Regions from separate parts of the Mus musculus genome. Here regions 1 and 3 are each linked to region 2. Evidence: chromatin contacts called from public Hi-C and HiChIP or PLAC-seq data. All regions are on one chromosome and are shown on one strand. Each heading gives the region's core, a stretch centred on a gene start, on an enhancer-like site or on the middle of the called end of the contact. The rest is flanking DNA. Distances are from core to core; before and after follow the strand shown.

Region 1 (2,700 bases), core at 180-2,679, 190 kb before region 2:
TTATTTATTTATTTATTTATTTATTTATTTATTTAAAGTGCTCCTTGACAGCCTGGTGACACATATCTTTAATCTCAGCATTTTGTTGAGGAAGTGCCAGGTGGATAGCTGTGAGTTCCAGGTCACCCTTGTCTATATAGCAGATCATAAGCCAGCCATTTTTATCAGAGTGAGACCCTGCCTTAAGAAGACAACAAAAATTGTACTCCACAAGATAAAACACCCACACTGATCTTTTCATGATCCCATATGCTTTCAAATAAAAGTGAAGTTTAAGACACTAAAGTTATACAGGTATTCTATTTCAGACTTCATATAGACCTTAGGGTAACACATAAACTTTTGATTTATTTATATAAAAATATGAGGCAGGGTCTCTCTATGTAGACCACGCTAGCCTCTGACTTACAGAGATCTACCTACTTCTGCCTCCAAAGTGCTAGGATTAAAAGGATGTGCTTCCGCACTCAGTAAAGGTTTGATTTTTTTAAACACATTCTCAAGGAGAAGGGAGTAGTCCAGAGCAGGAACTTTGCATTCTAAAGCAATATTCAGTATTTAGTAGCTAATGGCAACTGATCATAGTATGCAGTATGGCTTGCAATACAAGGCTCATCCTGTACCTATGAGCACATTTCTTCTTCATGGTCTTTTGTACTTTTCCCCAGCAGTCTTTGAAAGCTTAGGAGGTGTTTCTGTGACTCTGCTTCAAAAGTAACAAAGTAGAGTTTGAGTAACTGCAAGTCTCAGAGTCACATACATCATTGATACATTTGGGAGTCAAGGCAAATCCTTTAAACATCCTCCCATCTAGAACTTTCTGCCCTGTGTTTTTAGAAGCTGAGCTCTACCCAGGAGCCTATTTACTTTCTTCTGCCTGTTGTCATTTTTTTATGTCTTCCTTGGAGTCCTGTTCTTGGTTTTGCCTCACATGTCAGTTCTCTTCCTGACACTTAGTTTTTCCCCCCAATCCTCAATGGCCTCTTGGTATAAATCAATTTTCTGTTTGTGTTCCTAAAGCTCACAAATGCATTTGTTTTCCCTGATAAAAGACACAAGCCCAAATCTTTGTAGGAGAGATTGTAAAGCAGCTGAGCCGGTAAAGCACCGAATCGTCCAAATTCAAGATGCGTTGAAAGGTATCTGGATGTCCAGTGGCGCAACCTTCACATTCTCTATCACTGAATGCAGAGGCCCTTGCTGCCCATCCCTCATTCCAGTCTAAATCTGTCTCGTCGAGCTGAACTTTTCAGCTACTGTTAAATGACTGTTAACTTCCCTTGGGTGTCATGGGAAAGTGTCTTTATCTTGGGTGAGTGGCAGAAGAGCTGAATCTTTCGTTTGGAAATAGACCTTTCACAAGCACCCCGGAAACCCTCTGCGAGCTTCCTGTGGCGAGTACTCGGTCCCAGGCTGGCGCTTCATCTTACTGCTTCTTTTCCTCCACAGAGCAGCTTCTAAAAAGGGAAGCACGGGCTCAGCATTAATTGCCTTCTAAGGTACAGAGCCTTCCCAGCAAGGCTCTCCCTAATCAAAAACTGTATTGTTAGATGCTAAATACATACTATAAAGAATCCACACTTGATTGGGCCCTTGATACGATGACGGTAGGGCGTGCTGATTGACAGCTCGGGCTTCTGAGAAATGAAGATCTAGAGCTCAGATCTGCTGCCTTGGAAAAGTCACTTGATTTCCTGCACCTGTCGCCCTGCCCATGAAGCTGTGTTAAAGCCCCGAGGGGTGCTGAGCGAGAGGCCGGGCAGAAGTGGTGGTGGAGTCCAATGGGCAAGCTCTTTGTGGTCCTATATACCTATATTCCCAGAAACTGGAAGGCTGGGGCAGGAGGGGCACAAGTTTGAGGCTAAGTTGGGCTACACAGACACTGTCAAAAGAGAGATAGAACGGAGAGGAGAGATAAAGAGGGGAGAAGGGTGGAAGAGAGAAGAGAGGACGGGAGAGGAGAGATCTTAGTGTTTGCAGGAAAATGGATATAATTAGACATCATCACATTAAACAAAATAAATCACTGAGAGCTAAATACATTATGTTTCTGTCAGGTACAAATTCTAGTTCTTCTATACATGAACATAAAATAATATATATGTATATGTGACATGAAAGTATAAGGGAGATGACCTGGAAATAGAAAAGACGGCAGTGGGGGGGGGTGGCAAGAAAGGGAAGGGAAGGGGATAGTGAGGTGAATATGGTAGAATCACATGGTAACACCCACATGAGATGTCTCTGGGAAACCATTACTGTGCTCACTGAATAGACACCAACAAAAAATTTAGAAAAAGAAAATATGTTCCATGCTATAATGTTTGTCAGTAAAAAGATGAAAAAATGAAGACAGAAAGCTGTTAGTTTCTCTTTTTGTAGATGAGCTATTCGAGGGCCTGGATCACCGCTAACCCACGACAGCTTGTCTGTGCCATCATCTTCTGTTCACTTTCTTGGCATTTGCCAAGCCTAAGGTAACAAGCCATTAATTGTCTGTTTCTAATTTTGGTGGACACAAACTGCCCACTTCTCAGGGCTGAGCTCTACACTAATTGGAGAAATGAGAGAATTGATTTTTTCTCTCTCACAGAAGAGAAAGGGGGACTCTTCTCATTCTCTCTAGGGTCACAGAAAGGTGGGAGTGTGTCCCTAAAGAGAAAGCTAAACTGGTTACTTCTTTTAAAATAGAAAATCTCT
Region 2 (2,700 bases), core at 30-2,529:
CTACGTTTGTCCCATTCGCCTAAGAAATAGACTTATCTGTCTTAAGACTGTCGCTATTATGTCCATGCAATCTCTGCACAAACAATTCATATGCACTTTTTAAAGAGCGAATTAAACTCACACACATTGTGTCTCATGAAAAGTTATTGATTGGTTTAAATTCAATAGTACAACCGATAATTGCTAAAGTTATAAACTAAATCTGTTTTTAATTTTTTGTAATTTCTGGATTTATTATTCCTTTGTCCATTGGTTTTATTATTGCTAACATTTTCCCATTCAGTTTTCACTATGGAGACAAAAGCAAGAAAACAAACAACAACAACAAACCTAGGGTCAGGAGATGCAGCTTAGTGGTACAGTGCTTGCTTAGCATGCAGAAGTCCCTGGGTCCCAATACACAGACTGCTAAACCACTCATCCTTCAACAAAAATCTTCATCCCTTTGAAAACATAAAGATTTTGTTCCATATTTTTCACATCATTCCTTTCTTTTTGCTTTTTAAATATAAAGTTATGCATTACTGACAAAGAAAGTATAAAGGTTTCTTCTTATGTATTCTTATGGAATTATTAAATGAAACCTGACTACCTCGGCTGAATTGTCTCTGCAGAAGCAGAAATATAAGCCTACTGCAGTGGGCCACAACCGTAATCCCAGCAGTAGGAGGTAGATGTGGGCACGAGTTTGGTGTTAATTGACTTCTGTTATTCGATAGAACAACTATTATTTTAGTTATTCTTCTCTATAGAAGAGAAGGAAATTAGTTGGGCATGGTGGAGCATGCTTTTAATCCTAGAGATCTGGAGGTAAAGGCAGGTCGATCTGTGAGTTCGAGGCCAGTTCATTCCATATAATGAGTGACTGTGCAATTAAGGTTTTATAGAGAGATGCTGTCTCAAAAGAGATAGAGATGATAGATAGATAGATAGATAGATAGATAGATAGATAGAGGAGGGAACTGATAAAATGTAATGAATGTAATGAAAATGATTTACTCCGGAGGTAATTATTCTGGTAAGTATTTAAAGTCTCCAGTCCCTTTTTGTGAATAATGAGTAGTAATAATAAATGGCAAGATGTTTATGTTAATCTCTTAACTGTGCAGGACAAGTTATAAGGTTATAACTTAGCAGAAGTTAGTTGATAAGCTAACATAATGAGGTAGGAGTGTATTTTCACCTTTGTTTGTAGAAGAATGTGGTAATAATTATAGATAAAAACAAACGCAAACTTGAAACAACGATCTGTTTTGACCTCTCCGGTCTACCGTCGCGGAGCATGCGCAAATCAGCCCGGCGGGACACAAGTGTCATGGCGCTCTCCATCTGAAGTCTGTGCAGTTTCCTGGCAGGGGCTTGTGGTTTTTTTCCTCTCAGTTCGGACAGGTGAAGTTCTGGATCTGTGTATACTGGGGCAAATGGATCAGTGCTCAGCGACCGTGGGCCGAGCTGCATTTTGGGCGGAGCTTCGTTTCCGCAGGTTTTCTCCTTTGGGCCGATCGCCCGCTTGTTCTCGCAGTTTGGAAAAGACTTGGCGGCTGGCGTGGAGAGTCGGACTCTGGAGCGCTGCCTGGAGAGAGGCCGGCGTGGCGGCAGACACTGCTGGCTGGCGACGTCAGGGACTTCCATTCTGCTCTAGCCTCATTTCCCCTCTCGCTTTACCCGTGAATGTACTTGTGCTACGCGATCAGGGCTTCAGGAGATGAGTGTTTTGCACTGAAGTTGGGCATAGGGGCAGAGGTCGCTTGTGTTTTTGCGCCCCCTTCCCCTCTTTTCTTTGCTCCCTTGCTTAGAAAACTTTCCTGTGTCATAAGGGATCACTTGTTTCTTACTTGGTGATTTTCATTGTGCTCAGGTGTTACAGTGCAGGGTAGCAGTTTAAAAAGTGGCTAGATGCATCCTTTTTTTTTTTTTTTTTTTTTTTTTAAGGAAGTTGTAAAGAGGTCATACACTGGTTTTATGAACTTATAGGGTACTCGCATTTTCTAATTAATTTTAATTTTTCAGATTCATCTTTCAAGAGGACTTGAGACCAATTTCAGAAAATCAAGGTATTGGTTTATTTTAGTTTCTAATATTTGAGTAATTAGTTCTGCATTAGAATATGAAGAAAGATGTCTTAAGTTTTTAGTAATTAGCCAGTATCATTTTGTGAAAACTAGATTTCCCTATAACTTCATCGGAGAGACATTTTTGTATCTCTTCCTTAGTTTTTCATTTTCATTAAGAAGCGAGACATGCTCTCTTTCCCATTTGTGGCACATCTGTTTTCTTGTTTGGCTGTTGCTTAGTCCCTGTTATATCCTACTTCTCTACCTGGCTGTTAAATATGACTTTCTTTCTTTTTTTAAAATATGTATTTATAATTTTATGTGCACTGGGATTTTGCCTGCATGTATGTCTTTGTGAGGTTATCAGATCCTGGAATTACAGACAGGTAAGAGCTGCCATGTGGTTGCTGGGAATTGAACCCTGGTCCTCTGGAAGAGCAATCAGTGCTCTTAACTCTGAGCCATTTCTGCAGCCCAAATATGGCATTCCTGAAGGCTTGTTTCTGTACCTCTTCTAGCTGGGTTGTCTTGTTTCTCTCTCCCTCTCTCTCTCTCTTTTTTTTAAAATTTATTTTTATTTTTTAAATTTGTTGAGATGTTGTCTTAATGTTTATCCCTTGTTAGCCTGGAACTCACTATATAGACC
Region 3 (2,700 bases), core at 126-2,625, 210 kb before region 2:
GGAGGAAGGAAGGAAGGAAGGAAGGAAGGAAGGAAGGAAGGAAGGAAGGAAGGAAGGAAGGAAAGAAGGAAGGAAGGAAGGAAGGAAGTTTCTAGTCTGGCATCCTCCTTTCACACATGAAGAAATTAAAATCCCAGAGACACCCCTGCCCTGCCTATGATCACATGGGATTGAAGCAAAGCTACATGGGAAAATGGGTCTCTGACTGTTTCTTAGTGTTTGTAAACTGTGTGGATTGCTTTGTGTTGCAAAGGATGCATTTAGAAAGGTACATTGCTGTGCTGTTACACTGTGGCTCTCGGAGGCTACCTAGATATCCTGCAGTTTCCCATATGTCCTGGCCAGTGAGGCTGTGATCAGCACTGAAATTCTGCTCTTGATGCAAAATTTAATGCACTGTTGAAGGTGTGTAGTAGAACTGTTAAAGAATGAAGATAGGATCGCCAGGGCGTGTTCAGATGTCACATTGCTAAAATACCTAGCTAGAGTCTAGGTCATGCAACCACTCAAAGGCTGGTCTTGACTGGGGGACTAAGAATTACTATTTGAGGCTATCTCAAAGAACCAAACTGTAGTGATGGCTTTTAGCATTGAAAATAGAGTAGTGGAGGCAGAAGCAAACATGGCCTCTTGTGAAAGGCAGGCAGAGGAAGCTGGGAGTTTCCTCTCCATTCCAGATCCTGCGACAGAATTAAATTTCTCTTCACAGCTTCTCCAGTTTGCCTGCAGGAGTTACCTCACAGTAGGTGTGTGTGTGTCCTGTTGCAGTTTGTTCAGTTGCTATGTATTATGATGCTAAATTCTGTAGGTTTAGGCCTAAGGTGAATTCAAAAGGTTACCAGCTTTTGTTATGCAAACCTTGTTCCTTAATTTAAAACTATTGGTTAAATCAAAATGGCACAACCAATTACTGGAGGGATTAGAGGCAGTGGGTTTCGAGTTACCTGGTTGAGTGGGAGCAGAGATGAGAAAGGAGAGGACTGAGGAGAAGATGGAAGGCCCTGTGAGAGGAGATGAGCCTTGAGCACCTGGCCAGGAGAAACAACAAGCAAGGGGGTGGGGGGTGGGGGGTAACACCGCTGGGGAGGCAGCCAGACCAGCAGTTAGAAAAGTAGGTTGGGGTTACCCCCCAGTTATTGTCAAAGCCAAATAAAATAAGCATAGTCTGAGGCTCATTTATTTTTAAGCCAGTAGGGGATAAATTTAGAATAGCCATACTACCACATCCACATGACCCAGTTCAAGGCCCTGAGAAGCAGATATTGGGTGAACATGGGTGTTCTTTTCTGCATTTTCATTTCCTTAGTCTGGACAAGATGGTTGGAGCTGCTGCAGCTGTCCTAAACTTGTCCCTGTGTCCCCACCCTCTTCCCTGCCCCATCCTCTCCCTTCCTCCCCCTCTGTTACACATATGCCTCTATGTTAGTGTACTCTGCCGTCCGAGTGTACATGGGTGGCATCAAGGACCTTTCTCTCTCATTCTTTCACATTTTGTTTAAAAACTGAACTGAAACTCACCATGCTGACTAGGTGTGACCCTGGGACCCACCAGTCCCCACCCTCCGAGAAAGAGTTATAGACCTTAAGAGTTAAAGGCGGCCATGCCAGGCTTTTAAATGAGCACTGGATGTCTGAACTCTGTCTTTATGCTTATGCGGCAGGCGCCTCACACAGAGCTCTCTCCCAGCCTTGTATAACAAAAATTGTTTCTCTTTACTTTGTTTATGCTCCTGTAGATGGATTTTCTGTTTCTCATAGCTGAATACTGTGCTAACTGAAATACTAATGAGCTACCTCCCTGGAAAAGTTAATGATTTGGAAGGAACCTATCAGAATATTTGTGGGTGGGGCCTAGGACTATATTTACAGGCTGAGCATCCTTAATCAAAATGTCGGCAACCAAAATGCTCACAAATCAGAGATTTCATGAGCAAGCACGTGCAAAACTTTCCACACCTCCTCTCACGTGGTGGGCTGGGGTCAAGGTGAAGGAACAGTAAACTCTGTACAAAGTCACCTCCAAACTACATGTACGAGCTACACAGGACATGCAAATAAATTTCATCTTTCCTCTTGGCCCCCACCCTAAGACATCTCATGATTTCACTATGATCAGCTAAATGGTCCCAGTTCAAAATCTGAAACATTTGGTCTTAGGTACTTTGGATAAAGGATACTCAATGTGTGTGTGTGTGTGTGTGTGTGTGTGCGTACTTGTACATGTGGTCCCCAACACTCCCTCCTGACTGGAAACTGCCTGTGTCAGGTTTCTTAATCAGATCCAGTTTGATTTTCTATACTCAGCCAAAATCATTGATTAAAAGAGAGAGAAAGAAAGAGAGAACCTAGAAAAAGTAAGTATCAGAATTCAACTTCCACACACATACACTTTTCTAATTTAATGAGCTCCAGATATGACCCAAAGATGTGATATAATATCCTAGGAACACACATGAATGGAGACACCCCTAGAGAATTTGTGCAACTCTGCAGGGCTGACCCTGCGGGACCAGCACTTAGGAGATTAGGTGAAATCTGCTTTGGCCCACGGGGACTTGCACTGTGTCTGTCCTTACACAACCTTGGAACAGCCCACTCCCTTGTCTGTGTAGTGTGTGTGGCTTCAGCTGACTAAGCAATTGCAAGCACTGGCTCTGTTGCTATTAGTGCCTTGGCCAGATCCCTATAAACCATCTGCTG

The links. Hi-C and Micro-C count contacts between places; a contact is called where the count stands out from the background. HiChIP or PLAC-seq counts read pairs in DNA pulled down with a chosen protein or histone mark.
Region 1: an H3K4me3 HiChIP or PLAC-seq map of bone marrow-derived macrophages shows a contact between it and region 2, with 4 times the contacts expected there. The contact joins the enhancer-like site here to the promoter of Cdkal1 in region 2. A contact is called at or near these places in 3 of 39 promoter capture datasets (liver and pre-B cells), 4 of 484 Hi-C or Micro-C datasets (the N1E-115 cell line, bone marrow-derived macrophages, double positive thymocytes and 1 more), 9 of 115 datasets of contacts at active chromatin or transcription factors (the SCID.adh cell line, bone marrow-derived macrophages, embryonic stem cells and 4 more) and 2 of 9 other capture datasets (adipose tissue and liver).
Region 3: a contact with region 2 is called in a Hi-C map of embryonic stem cells, with 5 times the contacts expected there. The contact joins the enhancer-like site here to the promoter of Cdkal1 in region 2. A contact is called at or near these places in 11 of 39 promoter capture datasets (the 3T3-L1 cell line, 3T3-L1-derived adipocytes, the C10 cell line and 7 more), 14 of 484 Hi-C or Micro-C datasets (B cells, bone marrow-derived macrophages, colorectal tumor organoids and 10 more), 15 of 115 datasets of contacts at active chromatin or transcription factors (the 230-238 cell line, CD8 T cells, acute myeloid leukemia and 9 more) and 2 of 9 other capture datasets (embryonic stem cells and liver).

What each region holds. Positions count from the first base shown.
Region 1 is chr13:30,041,865-30,044,564 of GRCm38.p6, reverse strand. No RefSeq gene overlaps it. Among named protein-coding and RNA genes, the nearest start is that of Gm40860, 40 kb to the right of the region's middle. Within about 2 kb of position 1,429, at least 62 of the 459 cell types and tissues checked have an H3K27ac peak or open chromatin away from gene starts, as enhancers often do. A contact at or near this core is called in bone marrow-derived macrophages, double positive thymocytes, memory CD8 T cells and 1 more, where this site is marked.
Region 2 is chr13:29,854,252-29,856,951 of GRCm38.p6, reverse strand. It overlaps Cdkal1 (CDK5 regulatory subunit associated protein 1-like 1), which reads left to right and starts at 1,279. Exons shown (of 16, transcript NM_144536.3): 1 at 1,279-1,389; 2 at 2,011-2,054.
Region 3 is chr13:30,067,721-30,070,420 of GRCm38.p6, reverse strand. No RefSeq gene overlaps it. Among named protein-coding and RNA genes, the nearest start is that of Gm40860, 66 kb to the right of the region's middle. Within about 2 kb of position 1,375, at least 9 of the 459 cell types and tissues checked have an H3K27ac peak or open chromatin away from gene starts, as enhancers often do. A contact at or near this core is called in embryonic stem cells and trophoblast stem cells, where this site is marked.